Linked DNA regions of Mus musculus: region 1 is linked to region 2. A link is a contact called in public HiCAR-type data. All regions are on one chromosome and are shown on one strand. The core of a region is the stretch at or near the end of the contact, and the rest is flanking DNA. Distances in the headings are between cores, read along the strand shown.

Region 1 (5,396 bases), core at 2,706-5,205, 1.1 Mb before region 2:
TGTGTGCTTGTGTGCGGGTGTGAGTGCAAGTACCCTTGGTGTCAATTAAAGCTGGGTCCCCTGGATCTGTCAGGTGGCCGTGTAACCCAGTTACACGTGGGTGCTGGGGTCTTCCACTAAGAGCAGAAGTGCCCTTACCTGCTGAGCCATCTCTCCAACCTCACCCCAGTGACTTTTGACTCTAAGGGTCAAATAATTTCAAAAGATAGTTATCTTTATTCACAAAGATTATGTCACATAAATGTCCTAAACAGTAGCACTATTGGAACATTAAAAATGGACTGACCTAAGGAGTTAAAATAAAGATTAAGCAAACCCCAAATAATAACCCTGAAGGAAAAGTAGCATGCATCCGGATGTAAGGATTATGGTGTATCTTGCTGGAAGAGAAAAAATACATTTCATTCATTCACTGCTAGTAACTCCACTAATTTCCTGAGATCAAGTCTTTATGATAGACATCTTCTAAAGTCCACATGCAGGAACCTCTGTATCACTGAAGCTGAGAATATGCATATGATATAAACTGGAACATAAAATAGAGAATATTGCCAGGAGCTATGCTGGAATCAGCCATAAAAGGGTTCTTTCTCTGCAAGAAGTGTTAATAGAAAGCTAGAGTAAGACTATAAAAAGCATTCCAGGCAAGGGCCATATCCGGCTCATTGAAGAGGCCAGTGAACACCCTCCGAGAGGTGAACATAAGTATGCTCACAACACCTACTCTTTTTGCCAGAAGTTTAACCACTAGAATTTGAGTCTGAAACTAGAATAGAAACTGAAAACATTATCTCAACAATGGGGCTAAGGAAGTCATATAATAGTCACTGACATAGTTGGGGGTAATTTTAAAATGCATGGGGAAAATGCACTGGGGAACCAAGACATAAGACAGAATATTAAACAATACATTTTATGGTCTGGCATGTGGCTCAGAGTGCCTGCCTTAAATTCATTAAGTCCTAGATTCATGAATCCTAGCATTCAGCCTTATAAACTCCTAGTCATACTTCTGAAAAGTTATCTGGCTATTTTAATCATTCTGTTAGGTTTCTCGGTTAGTTTTCTTAGACAGGGCCTCATGTAGCTCAGACTGGCCTTGAACTCAGTATGTATCTGAAGTTTGTTTTGAACTGATCCTCCCGCCTCTACCTCTCAAATGCTGAATTTATAGGTATATAAAACCATATCCAGCTCAACTACATACATTTTTTTGTTGTTGTTGTTATTCTGTTTTTCAATACAGGGTTTTTCAGTAGCCCTGCCTGTCCTGGAATTTACTCTGTAGACCAGGCTGGCCTCAAACATAGAGATCTGCCTGCCTCTAGGGATGAACTTATTACTGTTGTTTTGTTAAATAGGCATGTTGTCAAACTACCTTGTAAATATTTAGGTTATATCCATAGACTACATATGAATATATATGGAAATATATGATATAATATAAATACAATCTATGATACAACATGTAAGTATGTTATATTAACACACACACAAATATATATACATGGTTATATGTTATATTCATGAATATAAGGTTAAATCCATGCCACTCTCCTTTTTGGACAGAGAGACCTCTTTCTTCAGGGGCAGTAGTTAATGCAACAGCATAACTGTTCAAAGCATGGAGAATAAGTGAGTGAGTATTGAGACATCAATCTTAAATGGAATGGTGTTTCAACCTTCCACCCCTCTCCCACACTCCCGAAGGTTCATGGGTAGAGGGTACAGAAAGAATGTAAACACAGAGGGTGGGAAGGAGTGTTGTCAAATTTTGTCTTCTGCAAATGGTATTCATGAATTCACTCAAGATATGGTTACCTGAACAAGACCTACCTGAGCAAGCCAATACAAATAGTCACCATGTGAGAAGGCAGCACTAACTAACCGGACTCAGAGAGGTACATGAAGTTAGGACGGGAACATATTGGGGTGTGCCCAGGGCAAGTATATGTGTGGGGGGAGCAAGGAGTTGTGGGTAGGTATATGTGTGTATATGAAACTGTCAGAGAATAATGAAAGATTTAAGAGTGAAAAGGTTAAATGATAGCTCAGAAAAATACAAGAAAGAAAAAGGGGGGGGGGGCTGATATAGTTGAGTGTCAGCATTATTTCCCCAGAGGCTGCTTTATGAGTGACTATAGTATTAACAATATTAGTATTTTCCAGGAATGGTCGTTCATGCCTGCAAGTCTAACACTTGGGAAGTGACGACTGAAGGATCAGGAGGGAGTTCAACGCTGCCTTCAGCTACATATTGAGTTGGAGACCAGCATACCTCAACTCCTACATGCAAAATCGTATGTTGATGTACCTTGGGTACTCCGTGGCTTAATCAAACAAGAACAAAACAATAAAGTGTATGTAAGAAATGTCAACTTTGAGAAATTTAAAGTATGTCACAAAGAAGAAATGATAAGATTAAAGCAAACAAAACAAAACAAAATAAAGAAAATAACTTTAAAAGCTATGCTAAGCAGTGAGTTTCCCATTATGAACAACCTATAAATTGTCAAAATCTGACATCTATGAGCTTTTGGTGTGTTTTTATTTTTGCAGTTATGTATATATTTGAAATAGCATGTGATATAGGCCAGGCAAATCTGGAACTCAGTCGATAGCTGAAAATGACCTTGAGTTCTGACCCACCTATTTTCATCAGCCCAAAGAAGGGATTGAGGGTGAAGGCATTCTAGAACACAAGTCCAACATACCATATCCTAAGTCACCACATCTATAGGGTCGTGCATGCATTTAAATGCTGGGAGAAACTTTAAGCCTGCTCTTTCTCCCTGAAAGTTGGCACAGTTATCCCTGATTTCAGGAACTTGACACAGTTCCTTCAAGCTTGTAGGATTCCTAAGAGTGGCATGAGACTAGAATCCCAGTTTTTATCGCCTGTTAGAGAACTGTTGTCACTCAGACCATCCAGCTCAGGAAGGAACCATGGTGAGAGGCAGCGAGGCAAGAAGACAGTTCAGGTTCGTTAGCCCAAGAAGGTGGGAAGTACAAGGTCTCTCTAAAGTGTCTTGCTGCTCTCTCAAGCCAACTTTCTTCAGTCTGAGCTTGGCTTCCTTTCTTGCTCTCCTCATTTGACATGGCATCATGGCCCACCCACTTTAGTGTCAGCCTTTTGGAGGCTTGTTGCAAACTGGGTAACCCACAGTCCCACTCTGGAACTCAGACGTCAAGGACGTATCTATAATCTCAACCCCAGCTTGACACTCGCTTCCTTCATTTCCATCAAGAGCCTCATCCCTCAGACGTCCGCCTCCCTTCTTCTGCTCACAGCCACTTAACTCCCTCCAATCCCCAAACGTGGTATTTGGCTCTGCAACCAACCCCCGCTCTTCCTGGGGGAAACCTGGCCCTGCACCGCCAGCCTGGCCCACACTACCCCCTTGTCCCTCGACCCGGCAGTGCCCCTCCCTCACTCCTCGATGTCACCCGCGTCCTTCTCAGCAAGGGCCGCCCCTCGGCCTCTTGCTGCACGCGCGGGAGCCCCCTTCCTCACCCGGCGATCACAGTCCCGATGAGGTACAGCAGCAACAGGCAGAAGGTGCTCAGGTTCTGCGGGGCCATGGCGTCCCCTGGTCCTACCCTCTCAGCCTCCGGTGCCGCTGCGTCGGCTGACCAGCCCTTCCGGCCCAGGGAGGCCGCCTCACGCCGGGGTCTCTCTCTTGCCCGGCCGCGGAGACAGGTAGCGCGCCCCTTCCTCAGCTGCCACCTTCCGGGAGCCCCAGAGCCGGCGAGCAGCCAGGCGTGGGCCAATCGCCGCCGGGGACATCACACGCGGCCGCCACTCCGCAGCCAATCAGCGCGGTACACTTCACCTCCGAGGCGGCGCGGGAAGCCAATCAGACAGCAGAACAGCCGTCGTGTCCGCCGGCCAATGGGAAGAGAAAACGTCAGAGGTTCGCGCCGCCCGGAAGCGGCTGAGAACCGGAGAGAGTTAGGAGCCGAGAAAGAGCGCGCTGCTGTAGGAAACCCGAATGTCCACCAATCGCGAGGCTCCTTCCCGATTCCGACCAATTGCTTGAGAGAGGTCTTACTACCAGTCTGGAAGCTACGCCATGTGCACACGTGACTTGCGAGCGCTCACCGAAGTGCAACCCCAGGAGGTGTCAAAGTACGTGGGGCGTCTTGCCTGGGGATAGGCTCTCCCAGTACTAACTTATTACAGTCTCGCTACCGTGGAAAAGAGGGACCTGGTACCTTGTAGAGACGCCGCCATAGAGACCGACTTAAGTTAAGATTCGGCTTCCAGCACTCCGTAGCGGTGAGGCAGCCCCATCTCCACCCCACTTTCGAACCTGTTTTCTACAGAACTAAGGCAAAGCGTTCTCTGGCAGTGTTGGGAATTAATTAAACTTTTTTTTTTCCTGCAAGTTTCCTAGCAGAATTGCACACAGCAAGCATGCAATCAATAAAAGGCACTAGAGCTTGTTCATCGGTTGCTCTTTTCTCCAGTTTTGTTTACCTCAGACAACTAGTTGTTTAGGACAGCTTCTCAGCTTAGCTTCCTGCATAACCTATTCAGATTTTTATCAGTGAACCGTAATGTGTGCTTGTCCACTATAGCTCCACCTCTGAGTCATAATTATCTCCTGCTTGCAAAGGTCTCATAACCGATCTCCCTGCCTCCAAACTTCATATCTTGATACACTATTTTAAAGTTCCTCTGCTCTCCACCCTATGATTGTGTGCACTCGGGAGCGCACTAGGGAACCTGGAGATCACAGATTAGACTAGGCTGGTGGACCCAGGAGCTCGAGAACCGTCTCTGTCTCTTGAGTGCTGGGAATCCAGGACGTTGTTGTTGCAGTTGCTACAATGGGCGGAATTCAAGACCCCCTGTTTGTATGGCAAGTAAGTGGCAAGCTTTATGGACTGAACTATCCCCAGCGCACTCCCGCTTTTTAAAAACTATGTCAAATCATCCTCTCCTGCTTAAAACCTTTAGTGGCTTTTCATTGCACTCAAAGTAAAAGGCCAAGTCTATGGTAACTTACAAAGCTGTCTAATTTAATGATATATATCCTCACCTATTAAATATCGTAGCATGTTCCAGAATAATCAACTCCCTTCCTTTTAAAAATGTTTCATTGTGTATAGTCATTGTATATGGTACTTTCTTGTATAGTCAAACTGTATAATGTATATATTTTTACCTTTTTCTCTCTGTGCTGTTATTCCTTTTGTTTCTCTAGGTGATTTGGCATTGCCATATACACATATGTGATTTTAAGTACCTATATAAAATCTAGGAGCCACACATTGAGATAAAACATGTATTTGTTTCTCTGAGACAAGATAGTCATCTAGACAAGATAGTTATCTCCAGTTATATCCATTTTCCTGTATACAACAAAATTGCATTCCTAAATTTTTGCTTG
Region 2 (5,511 bases), core at 2,099-4,598:
CCACAAATGAAAACATGCTGCACACATAGTTCTCTAGTGCTTTTCTCGGTTAATAATGAATCTGTGGCTCCACTTCATTATTTACATTAGCCACAGCGTGTTCCATGCAGCATTAGCCACAGCGTGTTCCATGCAACATTAGCCACAGCGTGTTCCATGCAACATTAGCCATAGAGTGTCCCATGCAACATTAATCGCAGAGTGTTCCATGCAACATTAGCTGCATTGTTCCATGAAACATTAGCCACAGATTGTTCCATGCAACATTAGCTGCAGAGTGTTCCATGAAACATTAGCCGCAGAGTGTTCCATGCAACATTAGCTGCAGAGTGTTCCATGAAACATTAACCGCAAAGTGTTCCATGCAACATTAGCCACAGAGTGTTCCATGCAACATTAGCTGCAGAGTGTTCCATGAAACATTAGCCGCAGAGTGTTCCATGCAACATTAGCTGCAGTGTTCCATGCAGCATTAGCCACAGTGTGTTTCATGCAACATTAGCCATAGAGTGTCCCATGCAACATTAATCGCAGAGTGTTCCATGCAACATTAGCTGCATTGTTCCATGCAACATTAGCCACAGAGTATTCCATGCAACATTAGCCACAGAGTGTACCATGCAACATTAACCGCAAAGTGTTCCATGCAACATTAGCCACAGAGTGTACCATGCAACATTAGCTGCAGAGTGTTCCATGCAACATTAGCCACAGAGTGTACCATGCAACATTAGCTGCAGAGTGTTCCATGCAACATTAGCTGCAGTGTTCCATGCAACATTAGCCACAGAGTGTTCCATGCAACATTAGCTGCAGTGTTCCATGCAACATTAGCCACAGAGTGTTCCATGAAACATTAGCTGCAGAGTGTTCCATGCAACATTAGCCACAGAGTGTTCCATGCATGAAGGCACTTTAATCAAACCTCCATCACAGTTTACTTCTAGTTGTTATTTTTTATTTCAAACATATTGTGACGTCATTATGTGTATATATTTGTATGCAAGCACAATCATGTGTACAAGATAAATTATTTCAAATAACACCTGTTAACAGAATTAAGCAAATTTAAACAAGAAACCAGCATATCTACAAAGGAGACAAGAAAATACCTTCAAATTAAATGCTTAGTGATGAAAAGTTGCCAAACATTAACACAGAGTTAGAAGCAGAGCAACAAATCAGGAAAACGGAAATAGGAAAAAAGAAAGGAGGAGGAGCAAATCAGCCTTACACAATCCAAAGATAAAAAGACCGAGAGAATACAAAAATGGGGAAAGGAGAAATTACATAAATAAGGCTAACTCAGGCAAGATAAGAAAAAGAAAAGGTATGGTTTCTCTCGCATAAAATAGAGTTACTCAACAGATCTGAGACATGCACTATTTGGCCACCACCTGATTTAGATGAGTATTTGAGCCTTTATTTTAACATAGTAACCACGGGCTGTTACTACAGACTGAGAAGCCTGGGGGAGAGGAGCTCCCAAAAAGGAAAAGTATCCTTTCTGCAGTACACCTGGTTTCTCTCTTTCAATCCTGACTTCCTCAACAGGAAAACAGTTACACTAGCATACAAACAAAGACGCCTTGCCTTGGAAGTTCCTGATTTTAAAAAGATAGATTTAGGCCTAATTTTTTTCTCCCATCTTAAAATATCTTTGACTCAACAGGGCTACTCTAATACAGCACCTAATATAAAACACAGTCGACAACTTACCTCTCCCAGTGTGTTCAGATCTGAATGCCACAACACAAACTGACTCATGTTTTGTCCGTTACTACATCCGGGGTTTCTTTACATGACATCCATGGCAGAGTCTGTAGGTAGCAGGGTTCTGCAAAACTAAAAACCTCAAAACTGTCAATGCACATACCTAGGTTACCACATGCATCAGTCCACTGTGCATAGCAGCTACACCATATGGGCACTTAGACATGCGGTCTAGGGGACATGACTCTGAACATGGTTAAAGTGGCCAAGACTATAGGAAAACAATAATACCTAGAAGATTTCAAAAGTTCAATGACATTTATCATATTTAAATATATTCTAATTCAGTGGCACAGTAACAGCATATAAAATGGGGGTGAGTAGAATCTCAGGGCTGTCCAGGAATTGTGAAAAGATTTAAACGTGAACAAACATAAATTTTTACTGCAAAAAAAGCGGTTTACTTTTGGAGTGTTCAACTGACTTGAAGAAAAGCTCCGATTTAAAATCAAAAGATGCTTACTAGTTTCTTAGGGAAAACACAACCATGCAACATAAATTCATTGTCTACTAACCCCACTCTATCCAATCTAATGACACATTTTGGGAACCTCTCAAGATCTGCCTTTTATTTGATAGCCCGTGCACACAGCCACATTCCTGGGGCTACGCGTAGGTGGTGACTCTTGCTGAGATCTGATTACACAGCACATTATAGCATCTGCACTGTATTTCATTTGATAGCCCAAACTTGGTGGTTACAATACTTGTTTTTTGTGGGGTGCATATGTACACTCTTCATAATATTTAATGGCGCCTTTAACAAAGGAAACACTTTAATCTTCAAGGGTTGGGGGGGGAATTGGGAGCTGCTACAATCGTTCCTTGGGTCTATACACAGCAGGTGGAGCCCGACTACATATTTATAAATTACTGTTTTTATATTCGTTGTAACTCTTATCCATCTTTTAAATAGTTTACCAACATAATAAATCTTTAAGAAAAAGAAAACTTACACTGCTAAAAAGAAAGCATTTATAACACCAGCTACCAGTACGGTGCGACAACCGCGGCTAATTATTCGATAACCTCCCTGGTATCGCACAGTTCTTCCCAGAAAAGTAAAGGCAGCCTCAAGAAGCCAGACAAGCGCCTTATCCTCTCCACCAAGAGATTAGGACCCATTTGTACATTTCACTAACTTTAAAACAAAACGGGTCAGGATTTTCTTCTGCACCCGCGTCATAGGGCAGGGAGGGGGCAAGCAAAGTAACCGGGAGTCGCGTTTGCAGAGGCGGGATGCTGACACCCGGGATGCACTCAGCAGCTGCGCCAGTCGGGCTTCGCACTCTGTCCAAACCCTTTCCAGCAGGTGTCCACCTCTCTCTCCCAAGACCTATAGGAGACCGGGTCGCTGACCCCTACTCCATCCCGGGCTCAGGAGTAGGCAGCGAGCCCAGCTGAGCGCACCGCAGCTGCCCCAAAAGCCATGTCGCCAACTCCCTCTAGCGCCGCTAGGTTCCTAGAAGACTTACTTCTTCAAAGCGCTCGGCCCGAAGCCGAGTCCGCACGCCCGCAAGCCTTCCTCCCACCGCGTTCCTCCTACAGCGCTGGACACCCACCCCAGCGCAACCCCAATGCGCAGGCGCCACCTCTGCCTCCACAGCTTCCGCGTATGACGTCACTTCCGACACACGGCTCAGCAGTGGGCTCCCGTGGTTTTAGCTTGCGGGTCCTGGGCTGAGTGACCCAATTCCTTTATTCTACAGACTCGTCCATGCTGAAATTTACCGCTCCAATCCGAATTAGCGGGGCGTTTGGACAAATCACGAGATTGTCGAGTCCCACGTCTCTGCCGGGTGTCGGCCTCTGAGATTGTGATTGCTGGCTGCAGTGCTGCCCCTTTCACTTCTGAGGGTATTGGTGTTGTGTTACAAGGGCAACCTGTCCCAACCGTGTAAAACACCAGTACCCACAACCTGAAGCTGTTGTGTTACTTGAGGTAATGCATAGAACGTTCCAGCATACTGCAATGAACATTAACAGGTTTTTTGTTTTGTTTTTTTTTCTAATGATGTGATATACTCTCTTGTTTCCGCACTGGAACACATACGTGTATAGCAGACTGGAACTACTTTTGTTCAGTGGTTAGCTGATGATACTGGGTACCTTCTCCTCGATAGACAGACCGACAGACAGACAGGTTGATATCTCAACTTGATTGAAAACATTTGCTGAGTTACCTTGCTAAGGGGGGGGGGGGGGAGGAGAGGCACCAGGACTATAATGACAGACCTCAGGCTGTCCCTGAAAGTAGACATACTCATCAATAAGAAAGTCTCTGTGTGTGTGTGTGTCCACAAACCTCATACTGACCCAGAAAAGCAGGGAGCTGTCTTTGTTTTTAACTGGTTAATAGGAACAAAACTACAGACCTCTGCAGTTCCAGAAGGTTAGCAGGCTATGAATGTACTACCACTGACTAGGCATGGTTTCATTTCCTCTGTGGTGGTTGTACTGGCTAGTTTTGTGTCAACTTGACAAAGCTGGAGTTATCACAGAGAAAGGAGCTTCAGTTGAGGAAATACCTCCATGAGATCCAACTGTAAGGCACTTTCTCAATTAGTGATCAAGGGGGAAAGGCCCCTTGTGGGTGGGGCCATCTCTGGGCTGGTAGTCTTGGGTTCTAAAAGAGAGCAGGCTGAGCAAGCCAGGGGAAGCAAGCCAGTAAAGAACATGGCTTCTGCATCAGCTCCTGCTTCCTGACCTGCTTGAGTTCCAGTCCTGACTTCCTTGGTGATGAACAGCAGTATGGAAGTGTAAGCTGAATAAACCCTTTCCTCCCCAACTTGCTTCTTGGTCATGATGTTTGTGCAGGAATAGAAACCCTGACTAAGACAATGGTTCAAAGAAACATCTCAACTTGTTGTTTAGAAAGATGACAAAGCAAGCTAGTAGTAGTGTTGAAATGTGGGTGATGGGTCAGTTTTGCAAATAACCCAGAATAACACCTCAGCCCAATGACTTTTGTTGTTTTCTGATCAGGTCTCCTGATATAGCTCCAACTGTTCTCCTCCCTGAACCCTCCTAGTGTTAACGGATCTTACAGGCATACTCAACCATGCCTGGTTTAGACCCAATGATATTTGTCATTTTTTGACTATAGGGATTTGCCACAAGGCACAAAGTTAGCCAGTGTGATAGAATTTGAACCTGTTTAATTCCATTTATTTTTCATTTATTCATATAAGATGCACAGAGACACTAGAGAAAGATGGATACAGTGAACACTTGCTTAAGGAAGTTTCCGACCTTGTGAGGGAAGCAGCCCTTGATGGAAAGGTAGTTCAATGTTAGCATAATCACAGGGACATCAGGTTCCATCATTCAACCAATGACACTTCTCTTTGCTCTCCAGAAACCATAGCTTGAGTTTTAGAAATACAAGCTGATAATATTTTCATCAAAATCTAAATAATTAAAAACTAGACTTTCAAAAATGTCAAGCCATCAAGATTTACACAGATCTCATAGTCAGCTACAAGAGACCCAGAGATTATGAACCATGGCTTTTGTGTTTTGTGCTCTCAGGTTCTTTATTTATCTCTTAAACTTTTTCTTCTTAGCTACTCATTTATCTAGTTACCTTAGCTTCTAGGAACAACAGGGCTGATTGACAATAATCTTTATGAGCAGGTAACCTAGAGGGACAGATCACCCTCCATGTCTACAATGAGCACAATTATCTATGGTGACAAGGTTGTACCCCAGGGCAGGAACACTCATGGGAACTAGATT

What was found. HiCAR-type assays count read pairs that join an accessible place to other places.
Region 1: a HiCAR-type map of astrocytes shows a contact between it and region 2, with 2.8 times the contacts expected there. The contact joins the promoter of Tbccd1 here to the promoter of 1300002E11Rik in region 2. A contact is called at or near these places in 4 of 39 promoter capture datasets (the 3T3-L1 cell line, erythroid cells and liver), 1 of 484 Hi-C or Micro-C datasets (CD4 T cells), 1 of 115 datasets of contacts at active chromatin or transcription factors (astrocytes) and 2 of 9 other capture datasets (adipose tissue and liver).

The regions. Positions count from the first base shown.
Region 1 is chr16:22,856,228-22,861,623 of GRCm38.p6, reverse strand. Tbccd1 (TBCC domain containing 1) reads left to right here and starts at 3,955. Exons shown (of 8, transcript NM_001081368.2): 1 at 3,955-4,279. It overlaps Dnajb11 (DnaJ heat shock protein family (Hsp40) member B11), which reads right to left and starts at 3,779. Exons shown (of 10, transcript NM_001190804.1): 1 at 3,515-3,779. The coding sequence starts at 3,582.
Region 2 is chr16:21,792,184-21,797,694 of GRCm38.p6, reverse strand. It overlaps 1300002E11Rik (RIKEN cDNA 1300002E11 gene), which reads right to left and starts at 3,348. Exons shown (of 3, transcript NR_037958.1): 1 at 3,249-3,348; 2 at 1,720-1,845.